Linked DNA regions of Mus musculus: region 1 is linked to region 2. The links are chromatin contacts, called in public HiChIP or PLAC-seq maps. All regions are on one chromosome and are shown on one strand. Each heading gives the region's core, a stretch centred on a gene start, on an enhancer-like site or on the middle of the called end of the contact. The rest is flanking DNA. Distances are from core to core; before and after follow the strand shown.

Region 1 (4,298 bases), core at 171-2,670, 400 kb before region 2:
TCAAGAAGAGAGCGCGTGGCTGGCCATGTGACTCAGGATACCCATCCCTGTGTGGGACAGTGCCAATTGGACAGAGTGTGCAGGGTCTGTGTGGGAACAAGTGTCACCTGAGCTTGAGACTAGAGGGCACAGTGAGCAGAGCCTTCAGCAGTCACAGCGTGGCACGTCAGGAAGCTTGGACGTAGGGTCCCTGCACTTCTCCCCACACTGGCTTCCCATCACAGTCTAGTGTGTACTCCCATGTGCACTGGAATGACGTGGAGCCACGATAAAACTGTCCCATGAATTTTAAAATCATTCATTATAATCATGTCAGTAAAATTAGAATTATGCCAAATATTCAAAATAGGATTTTGCCTAGACTGTAGAGGGAAGAAAAGTTTGCTCAGTTTAGCAAATTCATAATAAAAAGGGAAATGCTGATTTTAATAGATCCAGGCTGGTATCAATGGTTGTCTGTAGTCACTGGGTGATAATTATGAATAGCTTTTACCAGAATTGTTCTGTCCTTGTATGTATTTGAAAACATGATTGTATTATGTTTTTTAAAATATTCATTTATTCTAATCCAGAAGATATTTTTCTCTCAGAGGAAAAATTAAGTACCTTAGCTGAAGCTGCTTGCTAGTGGGAATGTAGCATGGGTGACCTCTGAGGAGGCAGCTGGGCAGTTGTAGGAAGAGCTCATTCCTTTTGCCCTGTTAATCCTGGTGCTTAGAGTTGAGTCCGTAGATACGCTGGCACACAGACAGACTGCCCTGTTACGTGCATCACTGTTTGTAATAGCCAAGCACTGGAGATGACCGAGTGCTTATTAGGGGACCTGGCTGAGTGTACTGTACTGTAAAACAGAATACTTACTCTACAGCACTGTACTGGTTGGCTTTCTTTGTTGCTGCCTTTTTGTGGCAAGGTCTTAAAACTCATAGCCCAGCTGGCCTGGAACTCACTAGAAGCATTCAGGTTTCAGCTACCCTGTGCTAGATTTCTAGGTGTGAACCGTGCTGAGAACGGTGAAGCACTGTTAAGTGAGAAGAGCAAGCCTAAGAACAGAGTGTGCCGTGGGATAGTGTCTCTCCGTTCTCAGGAGATGGTGTCAGGAACGCATGTGTGCATAAACTGCTGAAAGCTCAGTCACGTGTGGTGCTGTGAGTGAGGAGAACAGAGTAGCCAGAGGCAGGAGGGTACAGGAAACACGGGTCACAGAGCTCCAGGTCAGCCTGGAGCACACCTAGAACTACCCCCAAAATAAAGTCAAAGACAATAAAACTCGGCAGGCAGGCAGGCGGGTTGGGGAGGGAAGGTGCTAAAGAGAATTTGTTTGCATAGTTTCATTTCCTTAAGGGAAAGATGGGACATGGGGGAGGGTGGAGTCCTAAGTCAGCGGGTTAATCTGCCCACACTCTGAGGACAGTTGACATTGACTAATGAAGTATTTGACCAGGCAGAAAGAGGAACAAGGGCAATTCAGGCAAAACAAACATTTGGAGCAGAGGTTTTGAAGTGTGAAGGGGCTTGGCTTGTCCCACAGGAAGGAGGCCAAATCTGGCCAAAGCCATGAGCAAGGGAGGGACTAAGGAAGTTGAGGACAAGTACTGTGGCCTTATGTGCTGTGGCAAGGAATCACAGTTCTCAGGGGCAGAGACCCTCAGACCTGCAGGTGGAGGCAGAGTGAAGCTCTGCAAAGGGGCAGGGAGAGGGGCCTTCATGTCAAGACTCAGGTTTCATTTGATTCATTTCATTTGACTTATGCAGATGTTTCATCTACTCCAGAGTGAGTGCTTGATCTAGAGATGTTTCAAATTGCTTACCACTTTATAAGTAGAGTGGCTCTCACAAGCCAGGCACAGTGACACATGCATATAATCCCACCACCTGGACAGCTGAGGCAGGAGGATAGCAAGTTCATAACTTCTTGAAGTCTTTGGTTATGCCTGTAGCTGGTAAGCAGCCTGTGGAGCAAATATTTTAAGCAGGGGCACAAGAACCATAGAAGGCTGGAGTGAAGGGCAAACTGGAAAGGCAGAATGACTTTGGCAATCCTAGATGTGCCTTACCTCAGAGCAGTCTCAGTTACCTGCGGGTGGGTGGAGGATGGAGAAAAAGCAGCCCACCAAAACTGCTTGCCCCACACATGACTATGACAGATGACTGACTCTTAGGCCCATGCTCTCTTCGTGCACTTCTTCACCTCCAGGAGAAAGAAAGCAGCAGGCTCTTGAAGTGTCCAGATGAAAAGCATGAACGCCAAGGCAGAGGTGAGAGGACAGGGCCAGCTAGAGAGATTAGAATCTCCTGGATTCTTGATGTGCTCGGGAGGAAGACAAAGAAGGGTAGTTTCAGGCTCCCAGTGCGGCTGGCTGGGTGGATGGAGTTTGCTACTAACCATCTGAAGCTACTCCGAGGAAGGGCAGTCTGAGGCAGAAGTGGACAACATGGTGCCAGTGCCCTGAGCAAGGCAAGAAGCAGCAGGTGCAGTCATGGGCCATGGTACCAAAGAGGACATCCAGACATTTTGTGGGTTGCTTGGCCCTGTAAGACTGAAATGTAAGAGTCGGGGGATTGTCTTTTAGGTTTGTATGGAGAGACTCTACCAGAGGGATAGAGAAGAAGAAAAGGGCATTGAGCTGGCCTATCTTCAACAGCTACATAGTCAGCACGAAGACTGGTTTATTAACAAGACTACCAAGTAAGTGTGTAACAGACAGACCAGAGCCTCCACCACCGTGCTGAGCACAGCCGTAGCTCCCAGCGGAACTGCAAGGATGCGGGACGTGCCCAGCATCTCTCCCTCCTTTCCTTCCTTCCTTTCTTTTCTCTCGATTGTGCCTTGTGGTGAATGCTTGTCATAATTGGCTCAGGATGGAAGACTGAAGTTGTTTAGAAAAATGTCCATTTTGATTGACATTTTTAGTGTCCTCCATCAGGCTTGGGTTGCTCACATCAGTGCTTTAAATGCTGACTTCAGTAGCAGTCTAAGACTAGTGAGCAGTCTACTCAGCCTTCCACTCTGCAGGCAGCTTCAGTCTTGAGACTCGGGCTGGGTGTGAGGAAGGTGAGTGGCGTTGCCTGAGCTCCCTCTCGCTGCCCCAGGCTCCACTTCGAAGCTCTGCAGCACGTGCCAGTGCTGGTGCTGGATGTCACTGAAGACTTCTCTGAAAATGCCGCCAGGCAGGAAGAGCTCATGGGACAGGTGAGCACAGCCTAGGCTCGTCCTGGTTCCCAGTGCAGAGCTCTGGTCTTCCCGGCCTCTGTGTCAGGCCTTGTTGCTTTGTGCTTCAAATTGCATTTCACACTCCAAAACCCTGAGCTCATAGGCAAATCCCAGATACAATGCCCAGCTCTAAAGTGCACTGCATTAGGAAGTATCAGTCAGTTAGGTGACTCTTAGCATGCGCAGGCCAGCTGACTTCCTCCTGTAAGGTGTTCCAAAATGGGGGACAAGGAACATGTGGGTTCTGTTCCCAGCTGCCACTTCCTGCTGTCTGACCCTGGGCAGCTAATGTTTTCTCACCTCATAAATGCTCATGGGACTGCAGTCACATACACTAAGGGGAGTACTGAGACGGCAGCATACAGTAGGTCTTCTTTTCCTGCAGGTGAACACCTTTATGAGGAACTTGTAAGCAATAAGGACACGTGGCTGTGGTCTGGACTCTGACTTTCTCAGATGCTGACTGCTCTCCATCCTGTTATGCACATCCCTTTGGCCCCTCATGCACCCCCACACCTGGGTGTGTGCTGTCTTTGTACTGCCATTGTTTTTGTTTTTTTAATCTCAAGCACCTTGAAATAAAGCTGACTTTGCTATTTTTCTAATCCAGTTGTTCGTTTATTTCAGGATGTATCTATTAATGCCTGTTCATATATCCATAGTAGATACCAGTTTTCACCTAAGAAAAATCTTAGCCTTTCTTCACCAGCACTCCTATGTGATCACGTGTCCTTTGGATAATGTACGACAGAACTGCCCCAGAGCTACCAGCCAGCCAAGCCCTGCCTTGCCTAAAGTTTGTGCACCCAGAATTGAGAAATGAGCGCATACCCCAGGCAGCTTCTTGAGGTCTTCGTATCCACTGTTCGTGATGCTGAGAAGGGATGAGGGATTTATCTCAGTCCTGGAGCTAAAGAGATTGCCCAGAATATGGGGAGAGCAGCCTCTGATGTTTAGGGTTGGCTGTCCTGGTCTTCTGCTTACCTCAGTACCTTAGCAGTGAGATGCAGACAGCAGAAAGGAGAGATACCCCAGCAGGGAAGACAGAGTGTGACTTGGTGTAGTGAAGTGCTCCATAGCAAGA
Region 2 (4,693 bases), core at 850-3,349:
TCTCTTCCTCTGTGCGGCTCCACTGCTGCGATTACAAGTTTGCACTACTATGCTAGGGTTTTCTTTGTTTGTTTTTAGGTCTGGGAACTGAACTCTGATCCTGGTACTTGAAAGGCAAATACTTGACTAAGCTATCTGAGCAGACCGCTCTCAAACCTTTTTTGCTCCTGTAAACAAAGTCTTACTCTGGAGTCCAGACTAGCCTGGAATTCACTATATAGCCTAGGCTAGCCCTGAACTTGAAGTGATCTTCCGGCCTGAGCTTTCTTCCAGGTACAAGCTGGCAAGCCAGACATGCCCTCCCCTTTCAGTCCCTTGTTTTCCCCGTAACATGATGGGCTTACTTACATGCTGTGGATTTAGCATTAGTCGGTGACACAGAACCCTTCGGAGATGGCGGACCTCAGCTCTCACAGAACACCGAACATACTTGTTCTAGGAACAGAGAAGGAGGGGAGGGCACAGGTGTCTGAGGGAAGGGTTGCTGGGAGAAACGGCTCCTTCAAAGGGGCCCTCCCCTCAACCCCTCTCACCTGAAGGACATTTTTATTCTTGTCTTTGCCAGAACTGGATGGAAACAGATACAAGTTAGAGGGTTCCACTTTTCTTGTCTCCTACCTAGCACAAGCACCACAGCACACTTTCTTCAGGGGAGCAGACACTCCCTCACCCTTCCCCCCAAGTCCCTTAGCATCTGGGTCACCAGTAGTATCACTTCACGCAACCTCTGACCTGCCCCTCACCTCAGCCGCTCCAGGCATAGGCTCAGCTGTTCATCATATCGATAATAGTGGGCTTTAGAGTGGTCAAAACTGCTGAAGGGGAGGCCAAGGTTGCTCAGGGCTGGCTCTGAGGAAAAGTAGATATTGAGGAGGCTGGTACAGGTTCCATACCCTCTTCTCCCCAGAGAGCAAAACCAGGCAAAAGAGATGCTCTGAGGGCTTTAATTGCCCCCCTCCCCCAAATGAGCACCAAGGACATACCTTCACCACTGGGCTGGGAGACTCTGTCTAAGCCTCGGGACTGATAGAATTCCCGAATCCGTTTCTCTTCACCTAAGGAGGGGTGAAGGGCAGCCATATTAATTCTCTTTGTTTTGGCTGTTGACCTCTTTATCTTTGTATTTTTTTGATTCCCAACAAAACTGTTGGGAACAAAACGTCAAGGTGCCACCCAGCATTAGAGTCAGGAGGCCCCACAAATATAAGGTGGCCACTCACTGTCTTGCAAGCCTGGCACTAGCTTATACACTATGTCCTGCATGACCCGATCCAGTTTGAGATTGAGCAACGGCTGCGTCTCGTGGATCTTGATGTTGCACATGGGGCAGTACTTGCTGGTTTGCAGGTACTTCACGATACAACTTTTGCAGACTGTAAGAGGAGAAACGAAGATGCTCAGGTCCCTTGGGAACCCGACACATGGGACAGGCAGCACAGAGGCTGGCAGCCAGCTTGGAAGAGGAGAGACAGGATCCGGGACACTCACAGGTGTGGAGACACTCTGTGATGGTGGTGGCATCCACGAAGTAGCCCGCGCACAGGCAGCAAACGATGTGTTCATTCAGGTCTTTGATCTTCACCCGGACCTCCTCCTGTGGACACACCCTCAGTCACTCCCCACTGGTCTTGCAAGCCCACCCCATCTCACCTTCTGCAATTCCCAGCAACAGAGCAGTTTGTTATTGGACTGGGTCGTCTGGCCCCCGAGAAGAGACGGGGGAGTGAGCTCCCCCTTCGCCCAGCAGAGGGCTCCGCGCACAGCGGGTGCTCTCTTTTCGCGGACCCGCCTGACTCTCTTTTTTCCCTCGGGAGACCAGACGCTGTCGGAGACACAACGCGCAAGCGTCCAAGTCCAGCGTTTGGCAACTCGGCCAGAATCGCGCGTGCGTATCGCGCACCCCGTGGCTGCGCAAGCGCACTGGGCGCCCATCCCGCCGCCACCCGTCCTCTCCTTCGTTTGGGTTCACACAGCTAACGGACCCCAGCAGTCATCCCGCTGCCCCTGCACCTCGTTCCGTAGTGGGTCCATCTTGTACACTGACTGGAGCTGGTTCCGAAGCCTCATCGCGATCGCAATCTGGCCCCCCTGAGGAGACGCCATCTTAAAGGCTGATCCCAGCCCGCCACTTCCGGTACCGCCTGCGGGGCGGGACTTGTCTCCTAGCAACGAGGGCCTCACATTCTCCGGATTGGCTAGTTTTCCGGCACACCCCGCCCTCGCCCCCTCTTTAGCTCCCCGTGTGCTCACCTGAGCCCGCTGCCCCCCCAACAATCGGTGGTCGTTATGGAGGGGGGTTGAGTGAAGCAGGGTCTCTGCGGTGCACGCTCCCACGGGCGTCCTTCCAACGGCGCGCACACAACCTCTGGATCAACTTCGGTAGCTTGTGCTAAGAGAGCCTGTGTGCCCTGGGACCCCGAAGCCGGGCTATCGCCCGCCGCTACAGCTCCGGAGTGTGGGAGTCCTGGGACCCGACCTCGCCTCCGACCCGGGGTCCTCTCTATACAGTGCAGTCCTGCTCCGCTGCGGCGTCCGCGTTGCGGAGCTGCGTCCCAGCCGCGGGCCTTCTCCCGTCTGCGCCGCGGGAGTTTTTTCCGGGCTCGCGAAGTCTGGGAGAGGGTGCCCTGGGCGGGGTGGAGAGGGAGAGACCCCCCGGGGAACCGGGAGCTCTTACTCCCCACTCTCTCCCTGCTGCCGAGGATGGGGAGAATAGGCCCTGGCTAATGATGATGATTTAATCATCGGCGCCTGCGGAGGCCTGGGACAGACTAATGCAGAGCAGATGCCGAAGGAGGAGGGGAGGATTGACAGCGAGGAGACTTGGGCAGCGAGTGCCTGCAGTAGCATAGGCCCGGGCCCGCACTTGGGGAGGACACAGGGGTTCCCGGGTCTGGTACACTGTCATCACTGGGTCCCTACGGCGGAATTTTAAAAGAATAAATTTACTCTGAAGCGTTATTAGCATCGAGTACAACTGGAGATTCGAGTGAGAGGGGAGAGACTGGCGGAAACTTGAAAGGCTCTCTGGAGAAAATTGGGACTCTTGTGTGGGCATGATTGACAAATGGATGCACGAGAGGTATAAATGTGATGGAAATAGAAAAAAAAGGCAGTGTGAAGAGGAACGACCAAAGAAACAGGTGTGGATTGAGAGCCCCAATGGAAGGAATGGGGTCTAAAAGAACTGGAATAATTAGGTTGAAGGTAACAGGAACCTCACAGAAAGGAGTGTATGTCTGTTACCCCATAAGTGGTAGTACATAAGCGTCAGGAAAGTATTAAAGACTTGTTAATCGACTACATACAGCTATGGTTTACCTTCCTGGCCCAGGCCACCTAGTCACCTCTGAGCCACTGCAGGTCTTGACTGCTTGCCCATGTCTATATCGTTCCCTCTTTAGACCTTTCTTCCCACAGCATGGCAAAGTGATTCTGATCATAGGTTACAAAGAACACACGTTTTTGATGATGTGTTTCTCATGTTGATGGTGGTGCTAGTTTAGTGGACATGTACATGGGGCAAAACCAATTACAGTATACACTTTAAATACTTGCAACTTGCAGCGTATCATAAATTAGACCTCAAGAAAACTGTTAAAAGTGAGTTCCAGCTGGGCAGTGGTGGCACACGCCTTTAATCCGAACACTTGGGAGGCAGAGGCAGCCGGTTTTTTGAGTTCAAGGCCAGCCTGGTTTACAGAGTGAGTTCCAGGACATCCAGGGCTACACAGGGAAACCCTGTCTCAGAAGAAAAAAAAAAAAAAAAAAAAAAAAAAGCAGGGCATGGTGGCGCACACCTTTAATCCCAGCACTGTATAGCTAGGGCTATAGAGAAACCCTGTCTCGAAAAAAACAAAAAACTGTTAAAAAAAAAAATGGCACAAGCTTAGGGGATCAGGAGTGCAGGGCCATCCTAGGCTACATAGCAAATTTGAGGCTAACCTAGACACTTAAGACTGTCTCAAAATCAACAAAAACAATAAGTAAATCATAACATTGAAAAAATTGTGGAGCCAAGTATGGTGACACACACCTTTAATTCTAACAGGCAGGGCAGAGGCAGTAGATCTCTTGAGTTTGAGCCCAGCCTGGTTTACAGAGCAAGTTCTAGGATAGCCAGGGCTATATAGAGAAATCATGTCTCAAAAAACCAAAACAAATAATCTGCTTGGTTTTTGTCCTTTTCCAATTTAAGATATTTTAATAGTGCAGAGCGTACAGCTCAGTAGTAAAGTGCTTGCCCCAGCTCTTTGTTGACCCTAGGAACATACAAGTAAGCAACCTCAAGGACTAGAGAGATGGCTCAGATGCTAAGCACTGGCTGCTCTTTCAGAAGACTTCTGTTCACTTCTCAGCACCATATAAAAGGTTTCCAACACTCTGTCACTCCAGCTGTAGACAATCCAGTGCCCTAGGCTGGCCTCGCAGGCACTATACCATGTATGTGGCACACATACATACATGGCACTCTGGCCTCACAGGCACTATACCATGTATGTGACACACAGACATACATGGAGACAAAACACTCGTGCACATAAATCTAAAACCAAACCAAACCCCAAAACTTGATAGCTTCCCTTTCCAGTCAGAATAAAAGTCTAAGGTCTTGCACGGGTTCTCTAGCCACACTGGGCTCCTCGATGCTTGTTCCGTAGACACACTGAGATGGGCTCTGCTTTGACACGCTGGC

What was found. HiChIP or PLAC-seq counts read pairs in DNA pulled down with a chosen protein or histone mark.
Region 1: an HNF4G HiChIP or PLAC-seq map of pancreatic cancer cells shows a contact between it and region 2. The contact joins the enhancer-like site here to the promoter of Pcgf1 in region 2. A contact is called at or near these places in 4 of 39 promoter capture datasets (the C10 cell line, cranial neural crest, neutrophils and 1 more), 1 of 484 Hi-C or Micro-C datasets (embryonic stem cells), 1 of 115 datasets of contacts at active chromatin or transcription factors (pancreatic cancer cells) and 1 of 9 other capture datasets (adipose tissue).

What each region holds. Positions count from the first base shown.
Region 1 is chr6:83,479,738-83,484,035 of GRCm38.p6, reverse strand. Dguok (deoxyguanosine kinase) reads left to right here. Exons shown (of 7, transcript NM_013764.2): 5 at 2,574-2,689; 6 at 3,094-3,193; 7 at 3,600-3,822. The coding sequence ends at 3,626. Among named protein-coding and RNA genes, the nearest start is that of Dguok, 25 kb to the left of the region's middle. Within about 2 kb of position 1,420, at least 105 of the 459 cell types and tissues checked have an H3K27ac peak or open chromatin away from gene starts, as enhancers often do. A contact at or near this core is called in adipose tissue, pancreatic cancer cells and pre-B cells, where this site is marked.
Region 2 is chr6:83,075,796-83,080,488 of GRCm38.p6, reverse strand. Pcgf1 (polycomb group ring finger 1) reads right to left here and starts at 2,099. Exons shown (of 9, transcript NM_197992.1): 1 at 2,011-2,099; 2 at 1,489-1,594; 3 at 1,221-1,373; 4 at 984-1,055; 5 at 744-849; 6 at 534-567; 7 at 349-435. The coding sequence starts at 2,067.